Regions from separate parts of the Mus musculus genome. Here all the other regions are linked to region 1. The links are chromatin contacts, called in public HiChIP or PLAC-seq maps. All regions are on one chromosome and are shown on one strand. Each heading gives the region's core, a stretch centred on a gene start, on an enhancer-like site or on the middle of the called end of the contact. The rest is flanking DNA. Distances are from core to core; before and after follow the strand shown.

Region 1 (3,223 bases), core at 505-3,004:
GGTGGTAGGTCTCTCCCATTGTACAAATAACTTTGGTCTTAGTGATGACTGATCAGGACTGAGAACGGCTGTTAAGGCCAAAAGCTCTGCAGCAACCTGTGTCACCTCCATGCAAACAAACAAACAAACAAAAAAAAAAAAAAGAGAGAGAGAGAGAGAGACTGCCTCCCTTCTCAGAGTGGGGTGTGTGTGTGTGGAGGAATCAGGCCAATATCAGACCCAGCCTAGGGGAGAGAGAAAGCCCCTCCCAAAGGGCAAGCCCTCTTGAAGTTTGCCAGCCAATGAAAATAGCTCCTTGACAGTCAGTTTCACCCTGGCTAGATAGAATCACAGATACCAAGGGAAGGGCTGGAAATTCACTGTGTGTGTGTGTGTGTGTGTGTGTGTGTGTGTGTGTGTGTGTGTGTGTGTGTGTGTGTTGGGGGAGTGTCTAGAGACAAACAACTCTGCTTTTGCTTTGTTTGATTTAGAATTCCAGGTAGCCTAGGCTGGTCTAAAACTCACCATGTAGATGAGGCTAGCCCTGAACTTCTGATTTTCCTGCCTCGATCTCCTAAATAGTAGGATTACAGATGTTTGCTAACGTGCCCAAATTGCTTTTATTTTTTAAATTAAAACATTGTTTTCTTAGACTATATATTATTCTATATCTAGAAGTGATGTGTGGTGTGTGGGTGTGTGTGTACATGCGCACACGCACAGGGTACATGGATGTGTGTGTGTGTAAATTTTCCTTACTATAAGGAACTTTGAAGCCAGCATGATAATGCACACTTGTAATTCCAGCCCTAAGGAGGCTGGGGCAGGAGGATTATAAATTGGAGACCAGCCTGGCCAACATAGGGAGTTCCAAGCCAGCATGAACTACACAATGAAACCCTCCCTCAAAAAACGTCAAGGGAGGAAAGAAACTTTGTGTCTCACTTTTTTTTTTTTTTTCAATTCCCAGGAGCTAGCCAGAACATATTGTAGGGAACTGGCTGGTGTGATCTGAAAGCAAAATGGTTTTCCTTCAGTAACTCTGTTTCCCCTCTAAGATAACAAACAAGCCTAGAAGAAGTTCCCAGTTTTCTTCTAACCCTAGAAAGTTTGAGCCCATTTAATTGAGTTGATTAATCTACTTATTTATTAGTTAGATTGTTTGTTTTTGAGAAAGCCTCTCTATGTAGACCAGGCTGGCTCACAGAGATCTCCTGTTTCTGCCTCCAGAGTGCTAGGATTAACAGTGTGTGTCACCATGCCTGCTCTTTCAGCAGATCCTACTGGCATGTGCCACCACAACAGGCCATGCCTGCTCTTTCTGGTTTTGCTTTAGTTTTTTGTTGTTGTTGTTGTTGTTGTTGTTGTTGGTTTGTTTTTTTTTTTTTTTTTTTTGAGATAAGGTCTTGTAACTTTAATTCTTTAAATCCTATTTTTAATGATGCTTTAACCTCCCTTTTAGCTCACCAGCCACCAGAGGTAATGAAAAAGAAAGGATACAGGGGTCAGGGGAGAGTAGACCTGTTTAGGAAGGTTCTCTGGAAATCAGTTCAGGTCACAGGTTACCAGGCAGCCGAAGCTCTACTCACTCACAAGCATTTCATGGATACACCAGCAGTCCAGTTCAGTAGAGTTGGATTAGTAACAGTGGTGACAAGACCTAGCAGAGCCAGCCAGGCTTCAGCCTGGGCTCCAGTCAGCCGGAGGGATTAGGAGGAATGCCAGGAGAAGTTCTCAGCTATGCCTCTCTCAGGGAAACGAACATCAGCAAAGCCGCCACACCCATAAGCGTTGCACAGCTAGCTCTATAAGCAAGCCAAGCGCAGCCTCTGTTACTATCCCTTGACTCCTTCAAACATCACGTGTCCTCCACATATCTTGCCTCAGACGGGTCTTGCCTCAGCATGCGCATCCAATCAGCCCAAGTCCTTGGAAGCAGCAACAAACTGCAGCACACCCTCAGAAGCTTTTTGGTGCATTTCTCTCTGGTGTCCCAACAAATGCAGCTCAAAGCATGCAATGGGAGGCAGACCAATACATGTTAGCAAAAAAAAAAAAAAAAAAAAAAAAAAGAAAAGTCCTTCATCACGTGCCCTTTCACATGCTTGCTTTAGCAGAACATCCTCTCTCCTGTGTCTGCTTCAGTCCGCCTTAGCCTTTCACACCTGGGTCCACTTTAATGAAATGTTCCTTCAAACTCGAATGTTTGCCCCAGCAAAACTATCCAACCAACTTTCCAAAGAACCATCATGTTTCCATGTTAAGGTCTCATACTCCAGGCTGATCTGGCACTCGGGGGATGATCCTGAACTTCTCATTCTTTTATTCCCAACTCCCTAATTCTGGGGAGCTACCACAAGTACCCTGGATATTCTGTCTATGGGATGGACCGCAAGACTTTGTCCTTGCTTCAGAAGAGCTCTGCCAGCTGAGCATCACCCCTGGAGCTCCCAGCCTTTTTTTTTTTTTTTTGGTTGGGGGTGGGGGGCAGGGGAGTTGAGACAGGGTCTCTCTGTGTAGCCCTGGCTGTGCTGGAACTTGCTCTGTAGACCAGGCTGGCCTTGAACTCAGAGGTCCACCCATCTCAGCCGCCCAAGTGCTGGGATTAAAAGCATACACCACCACCAACCTGGCAGCTTTGTTCTCTTATTATTTTGAAATAGAGTCTCATTAAATTTTCAATACGGCTTTGACCTTGCTCCATAGCCCAATTGGTGATCCTCCTGCTTCAGTCTTCCCAGTAGCTAGGATTATGGGTGGCACTGCCAAGCAGATAATTTTGGACTTCTTGGCATTGGAGGCTATATAGTATTCTGGTTGCCATTTCTTCCCATAGGAGCCTTGGAGTTAGTTCTCAACTGAGTGAAATTTATGGGTCCTGTCCATTGATTTTCAATTTTCAGCTCAATCTCCAGACTAAGCACTGGAGGAATAGTTACAGTTACAGAACAAAATATAAATGTTCTGAATAATGCATGATGATTAAAAATTGCAAGCCAGGCACTTGAGAGGCCAAGGCAGGCACCGGGTTGCAAACTGTTCTACTCGTATTAGGGAAGTCTGCATGGGAAGCAGCGGTTCCTCTTTCCTCTTAGGGAAACTGAGAGGTGGTAAGATTATCCATGGCCAGTAGTAGGCAAACTGGGGTAAGATATAGTGGACCAGGCACTGTGCTAAATACCAGCAACAGAAAAAAGGGCAATAACATTATCTACATAGAATGACCCTTAGTGCTAGGGTGACC
Region 2 (3,707 bases), core at 743-3,242, 620 kb before region 1:
GACCTACCCCTTCATCTTGCCATGGAAGCAAAACCTGATGACGTCAAGGTCAAAGTCTCTGTTCATATTAGAGTGTCTAATATGTGAGTGTCTAGACAGTCCTTTTTATTTTTGGCATTTTTGGCAAAGTGACTTTCTGCTGGAATTTAACAAAACCAGACAACGCCTGTCTCCCTAGAACCTGCTCCTTGGAAATAGGGCCACCTCTCCTTGAAGCTACAGAGACTCTGGTTGCCCGGCTTCTGTGTAATAGAGAGACAGAGATAAGACAAAGAGCTTACAAATCCCTCTGGAATAGCCTGATGCCTGAAAGAGAGGCGTGGTGCGGTCCTGGAGCCTTCACCCAGAGGCAGCCTTAGCTAGAAACGTGCCTAGACACATGGACTGATTCAGACAGGAGCCAAGCAGGGCGCACTGACCCAACCAGTGCTAGGAATCTTAAAAACCAGACTGAAGGAAATCTAGGGTAGAATATAGGGGGACAGGAAGGGCCTTTCCTTATTTTCCTTAACCCAACAGTTTCTCATTTTTGTCCCCAAACTGGGACAGAATTCAGGGCCTTGAACCTGTTGAGCTACGCACTCCTGGCCTCTACAAAGAGTCCTAACCCACTAGGAGTTAAATGCTCCGATTGAGGCGCAGAGGGGAGAGAGAAGAGGTGACCCCTCTTCTCAATCAAGGTTGTAATAACATCTGTGCCCCAAAAGGTTAAGAACGTGGTTGTGGAAGGCACATAATTAGGCTAACTAGTCACCATCCTAAACATGACCCAAAACTGCCACAGTCACGAGAAAGGAAAAGTGTTCCACCATCCAAAGAAAACAAAGCTACTTCCAACAGGAATTGGCTGTCATAGTCTCTGCACTCGGAAAAAAAAAAAAAAAATCAACAGAGTATCCGCCCAGCCTGCCCAAGGCCCATCCCTTCCATCCCTTAAGCACAGGTCTCCAGGGAAGGCAGTGTTCCTTTGTTTTCCAGTCTGTGGGCAACTGGCTGGGCGTGGAGCCAGAGGTGAGGGACCTGTGTGGAAGAGAATCCTGCAGGGTGCTGAGCCTTGCAGGCTAGAAGCTGCCCACGGGTGGGCTCGGGCTTTGCCTGGACAGAGATACCCAAGAGCCCACAGAACAGGGGGGACAATGCGTCTGCTGCAGAGGCAGCGCCCTGGCCTGCTTTCTTCCCGCAGCTCCTGCCAGGGATCTGGGCAGCATTCCTGCCCCCGCGTTCCATCCAGCACCGCAGTCTTACTCATGGGCCTTGGTGCTTTTAGAAGTCGTTTGGGGACCTTTCAAAATTGGCACGGCCATGTTTTCTCCCTGGGGGCCCCCCTCAGCTTTCAGAAGCTGCTCTGCTACGTTGGTATACAGGGACACTCCCTTCCTCTGACCCTTCTTGGCTTTGGAAGAGGAGGACCTGGGAGGTGGCAGATGTCCCAATAAAGGCTGGAAGGAGCCCCGTGAGTGCTCGGGCGGTTGAGCCAGAGAGCTGCGCCAGCACTCGGGGTAACCTCCGGGGAGGGCGCAGTCCACACACATCCTGGCTTCCAAGAGCAGGCCTTGGGTGTCTGCCCATTATCAGACTCTCCGGCTCAACCCTAGGCTTTGAGCCCCAGAGGGGTGTCCCTCAGCGTGGAGTTGTCCTTCTGTACTTGCATTAATACACCCCCAGGGGTGCTTAGTATCCATTTCCAAGCTTCCCCATGGTCATGAAGGGCACCTTCATCACCAGGACTCACCCCAACTTACTGTGCACCGCTTAATTGGAAGGACATCTAGACGCCATGTCCAAAAGTGCACACACTCATTCCTTTCGTTAAAGTCGGCCTCTTTCAGGATCCTATTCTGTCTTCACACCCAGTGTGAAGTCACGAGGGGCTGGGACGATACACAGTCTCTTTCTTCTTCACAGGGGCTTGGCAGCCTTCTCTTCTCCACTGTAGACCTCGGGGAGTGCTTGAATGGGGCCAATGCCAACTGCCTCTGTAGATGTCAGACTCACGCATGCGCACTGTGCACTGAAGGCCCCCATTGCCTAAGCCCCTGTCCCACTGGCTGACAGGTGGGTGCCCTGATGGGTGTCCACACAGAGGAGAGGCTGAGCGGAGGACAGGATGCAGTAGGGAGCTTGCTCAATGTGGAAGCCCCCTTTGGAAGCCCTCCTCCACAGTTCTTCCTGGAGATCGCTCACACCTTGCCCCTACACCCCTTTTCAGATCAGGATAGTATTGGCTGCCCCTCCACCGACCCTGAACTGCTTCATTATGACTTGAGACAAATTTTCCCTAGACCCTCCCTACACTCTGCACTTGGTACCATCATTAAACTGCCCTTGGGGCGATCCAGTTGTTGCTTTCCAGGACCAATTCCGGGCTGGCCTGTCTTAGGTACTCCACACCCTGCTTTGAATAGGTGATTTTTTTTTTTTTTTTTACTTTAGTGCAGTACTTGCAGGGGAGTTGAATCCAGGGTCCTGAGCATCCCAGGTAAGCTCCTGTTGTCACTGAGCTATATCCCAGTCTCGAAGCATGAACGACAGAGAAGGATGGTTGAGCCCGGAGAGATGTGATGGCTCACCTATTGAGACGGCTTTTTGTAACTCCAGCACCAGGAGACCCAACACTCTCTTCTAGCCTCCTCAGGCACCCACACATGTGGGCATACCAGCACACAGACAACATACACAAAATTAAAATAGCTTTGAAAAGGAGAATGCTATCCCGGCATGGTGGTAGACAACTTTAACCCCAGCACTCAGGAGACAGAGGCAAGCAGCTCTCTGTGAGTTCAAGGCCAGCCTGGTCTAGAAAATGAGTTCTAAGACAGGCAGGGCCACATAGACAGACACTGTCTAAAAATAAAGTGTTGTGCTTCTATTCATATATCATAAAATTCACCCTTTTAAGAATACACTGTAGGAGCTGGGCATGGTGGCACACACCTTTAATCCCAGCACTTGGGAGGCAGAGGCAGGTGGATTTCTGAGTTCGAGGCCAGCCTGGTCTACAGAGTGAGTTCCAGGACAGCCAGGGATATACAGAGAAACCCTGTCTCGAAAAGCCAAAAAAAAAAAAAAAGGCCCTACAGTGTAGGGCCTTTGCTATACTTAAACAGCCATGACCACTAACTGAAGCCTTCATCCCCCTATATTCACAAGCAGTCCCTAGCAACATGACCCTTCCATCCCTGTCAAGTCCAATTTGTCCCAATCTGTGTCTGAACTTGACTATTCTGGACATGTCACATAAGTCGGATCATATTGTATGTGATTTTTTTGGTGTCTGGTTTTTCTTTCATTTAATGTCATGCTTTCAAAACTCATCCATGTATCAGTAACTCCTTAATTCTTACTGCTGAATAGTTTTCCATCATGCACATGTCCATGTGTGCACGTACATGCACACGTGTACACACACTGCATTTCATCTCTGGATACTTGAAAAGGCTACGGTGGGTATTTTATATACTTTATATGAACATCTATTTTCTTCTTTATTTTTTTTTATTCTATGTGTATGAGGTTTTTGCCTGCATGTGTGTATGTGTACCATGATCATGCTTGAGCTCCATATAGTTGTAAGCCCGCATGTAGACGCTGGAAATTGAACCTGGGTTCTCTATAAGAGCTTTAAAGTGCTGAACCATCTCTCCAGCCTCCTCGCACCCACCCCACACTGTTATTTTGAGTCAGAATCTTGCCATATACTCTAGGCT
Region 3 (3,694 bases), core at 93-2,592, 850 kb before region 1:
CTATAAAGTGTGAATGACTTCTCGAGACTGCTACAAAAATTAACTTTTAAATGCTTATAATATACCCCCCAAGTCTTCAACTCCTAATATATTAATGCAAAGTGCTTTTTCCCCCCTAGCGACCTGTGATTCTGGCTCCTGTCAATGTCCCATTTGAACCCTGACCTTCGTTGCATTCATAAACTTTGCTTCACTTCTGCAAACCTTAGCAAAAGTGAAGGGAAAAGAGGGTGGCCTGTTTGTTTATTTAGGCTGGCTTGGAACTTGGAGCCATCTTCAGGCCTAGGCCTAGAGGATGAAGAATCTTAAGATGGGTATTTTTAACCTCAAAAACTACGATCTAGGTCACAGTTCTAAGGAACACAAGAGAAACTTCTCAGTCACCCCACCTAGTCACAGCTGGTCAAGATAAGCAGTCACATGGTAAAGGAAGCTGCATAATTTAAGCTTGAGAGGTCTCAAATCGGTATGGGCAGACTTTCAACTGTCCATGACTTCAGCAGTCAATGCGTTGCTGAGGTAACGCCGGCCCAGGTCGCCAACAACAGTGTAGGTTAAAAGTCTTGTTATGATCACAGCAAAGCACCTACACGTCTTTTTTTTTTTTTTTTTTTTTTTTTTTTTGGTGGCCTCCAAGATGACCCGATCCGGGAGCATCTCAAAGAAAGACGATCTGATGGGCAAGGTTCCCAACAAGTGGAAACCCTACCCAAACAGGGCAAAGTGGGTGTGACCAGAGTCAGACGATCAAGACTCAGGGATCCCTCCTGAAGTTTAAAGAACTGAACAGAACCGGTATCAAAGTCCCGGATCGCCATCCTTTTTAAAGAGGACGGAAGGAAAAAAGACTCTTGGAATGGGGTCCAGGCCGCATCGTCCAGATTTTTTTCTCCCTGTCCCTACAAGCCAGACGCCCACTCCCAGGCAGCCCCTTCCAGGGAGCAAATGAGTCTTCCCCGGCTGAGGTCGGGCCCCCTTCCCAGACAGACACGGCTCCTCCGCACCGCAGGCACCCGGGGCTGGGGGTCTCCTTCCGGAAGCGCCACCAGCGGGCGACTCCCGCCGGGCCCCGCGCCCACCCCGCCCGGGCGCGAGCCGGGACATCCCTCCTCGGAGGCCGGAACCGCGCGCCAGGCCCCTCCCACAGGAAGCCGCCGCCCCCCGGCGCCCGCCCCGCGCCGCCCCCGGCCCCTCGCGCCGCCCGCCGCCCCCTGGCTGCCCCGCGCCGCCCGCTCGCTGCCGAGCCCCCCAGTGCCCCCGCGCCACCTACCTGCCGCGGCCACACCAGCGGCGCCTAACTCCGCTCCACTTCCGCCTTCCAGCGCCCGCACTCGGGCCGGGTCACGTGGGCGTGCGCGGTCACCTGACCCGGAAGAGGCTGGCCGGGGCGCGCAGGTGCGGACCACCTAGGACCCGGGCGGCGAGCGTTTGACCCGCTCAGGGCCGGGATTGCAAGGATCACCCGGGCTGTGCCCGAGCAAACGTATAAAATAAGGGCTCACCGGGCCCCGGGGTCTTTATGTATGCCTTTGGAAGCAAGTACAGTTGTTTTCCCGCCATGGTACAGGTGGGAGAAGACCATCCGATCAGTTAAGTCAAGTCTTGAAGGAGTTGCTGGATAAAAAACAGTACGCTCCCCCCCTCCAAACTTGAGTGTCAGATAAACCGTGTAACTCTAAGCATGTCCCCAAATTTGCAAAGGATGTTTTGGTACCACAGATGTATACTGATCAAACTTGAGCATCCCATGTAATGTCGTTAGCTTGTGCCAACTCTGTAAGGCCTTGTTCTCAGTTCTAGAAGTATAAATGCCCTGGCCTTTGTAAGGCATCTGTTGTTCCAAGAAGCAAAACTGGAAAGAGGGACGGGAGTGGAGCATGGGACATGACACACGACAACCTGACACCCTTTCAAAACTTCCGGAGTCCCTACGTGTCTTCCCCATGGGGAACCAACTCCCATCCCCCCCCCCCCGCTCCCCTCCCCTACGGAGTAAACTGAACATTATGAATTAACAAACAGGGAATCTATGTAAGTAACCCTGGCTGACCTGGAACCCAGCGCTGTCCTTGGCCACCTGATTCCTGGCATTGTAGACATACCTCACCGTAGCCTGGACAACAGAAACTTTCTGGGTTTTGCAAGATTGACAGTTGAACGTGACTAGTCCAGGGCGTCCCAACTGACCTATGTTCCCAGCCATTTTGCTTCCTTTCTGGTTTTTATTTGGAACAGGGTCTTATTTTAAATGCTCCAACTGGCCAAGAACTTTTAATTCCATTGCCTTAGCTTCTGAGTAGTTAGGATTACCAGTTTATACCATTGGGGTGGAGGGTTAGGGGTGAGAGAGGAGACAGGTGGGGCAAGATTTTATGTAACCTAGGCTGGCATCCACCACCGAGTTAATTGTTCTGATTACCTGGATTTTTGTTGGGTTTTTGTTAACTGAAATATTACATTTTCATTTGTATTTTATTACATAGATGTTTCTCTTGAAGTGTATCTGTGTACCACCTGTGTGTCCGGTGTCTTTGCTGTGGGGTATCTACCAAGAGAAAGTCTTTATTAGCCACCCTGTGACTACACTGGGTGTTCAGGATCCCTGTGTAGTATCAAGCCTTTCTCGGGGCGAGGTTTTAAGCGCAAAATTCGCGTCCTGGGTCGACATGCTCCAGTTAGCAGAAACAGCAACAGAACTACAGAAGCCAAAAGGCGAGATGAATGCATCTAGAGACTTTCCCAGAACTGGGGACTTTGGTGGATTATGTCTCTGTTTTCTTTCTTTCTCTCTTTCTTTCTTTAAGATTTTATTTATTTATTATTATAAGTACACTGTAGCTGTCTTCAGACACACCAGAAGAGGGCGCCAGATTCCATTATGGGTGGTTGTGAGCCACCATGTGGTTGCTAGAATTTGAACTCAGGACCTTCGGAAGAACAGTCAGTGCTCTTACCCGCTGAGCCATCTCACCTGCCCCCCCCCCCCCCCCCCCGTCTCTGTTTTCATGTTGGCAGGTGGTGCTGTCTGTGTGCTGAGTTTTATGGCCACAGTGGTACTTCCATCATGGAGTCAGTTCGTAGTGAATGAGTCAAGTCATGGACTCACCCTACTCTGAAGAGGTGTAATTGGCCAGACAGTGGTGTATACCTTCAGTCCTAGCACTCAGGAGGCAGAAGCAAGGGAATTTATGTGAATTGAAGGCCACCACTGGTCTACAGAGCAAGTTCCAGGACAGCCAGGGCTACATAGAAAAGCTCTGTTTCAAAAAAAGAAAGAAAGAAAGAAAGAAGTGTAGTTGGTCCTAAGGACCATTAATTTTACTGGACAGATACACTGATAGGTAACCGGCCACATAATTTAAGATGCACGGCCCTATCATTCCGCCAATCAGAATGAGAATTAAAGATCCATCCAGTGCTGATAACAGACTAGTTAGCCAGGGGACCAAGAAGATAGAGACAGGTACTATTTGATTTATGTCTTCATCTGTTTTTCTTTTTGAAGTTTTCCTCTACATGACAAGACTTTTTTCCTAATTACTCTTGATCAATTACCATTAAAAAAACGACAGGTCTTCCCCCAAGCCATACATAGATAGTTTCCTTTATCTCCTAAGAAGTATGTCCAATTCTCTCCAATTTTATATGAGCATTCCTTCAAGGGAATCCAACTGTTGTTTTAATTCAGACATGG

Evidence for each region. HiChIP or PLAC-seq counts read pairs in DNA pulled down with a chosen protein or histone mark.
Region 2: a contact with region 1 is called in a FOXA1 HiChIP or PLAC-seq map of pancreatic cancer cells. The contact joins the promoter of 4930517G24Rik here to the promoter of 1110028F18Rik in region 1. A contact is called at or near these places in 1 of 484 Hi-C or Micro-C datasets (the G1E-ER4 cell line) and 1 of 115 datasets of contacts at active chromatin or transcription factors (pancreatic cancer cells).
Region 3: an H3K27ac HiChIP or PLAC-seq map of embryonic stem cells shows a contact between it and region 1, with 5 read pairs. The contact joins the promoter of Wwp2 here to the promoter of 1110028F18Rik in region 1. A contact is called at or near these places in 1 of 39 promoter capture datasets (liver) and 1 of 115 datasets of contacts at active chromatin or transcription factors (embryonic stem cells).

The regions. Positions count from the first base shown.
Region 1 is chr8:106,585,674-106,588,896 of GRCm38.p6, reverse strand. 1110028F18Rik (RIKEN cDNA 1110028F18 gene) reads right to left here and starts at 1,754. Exons shown (of 3, transcript NR_045470.1): 1 at 1,480-1,754.
Region 2 is chr8:107,203,615-107,207,321 of GRCm38.p6, reverse strand. 4930517G24Rik (RIKEN cDNA 4930517G24 gene) reads right to left here and starts at 1,992. Exons shown (of 3, transcript NR_166499.1): 1 at 1,733-1,992.
Region 3 is chr8:107,434,018-107,437,711 of GRCm38.p6, reverse strand. It overlaps Wwp2 (WW domain containing E3 ubiquitin protein ligase 2), which reads right to left and starts at 1,342. Exons shown (of 24, transcript NM_025830.4): 1 at 1,271-1,342.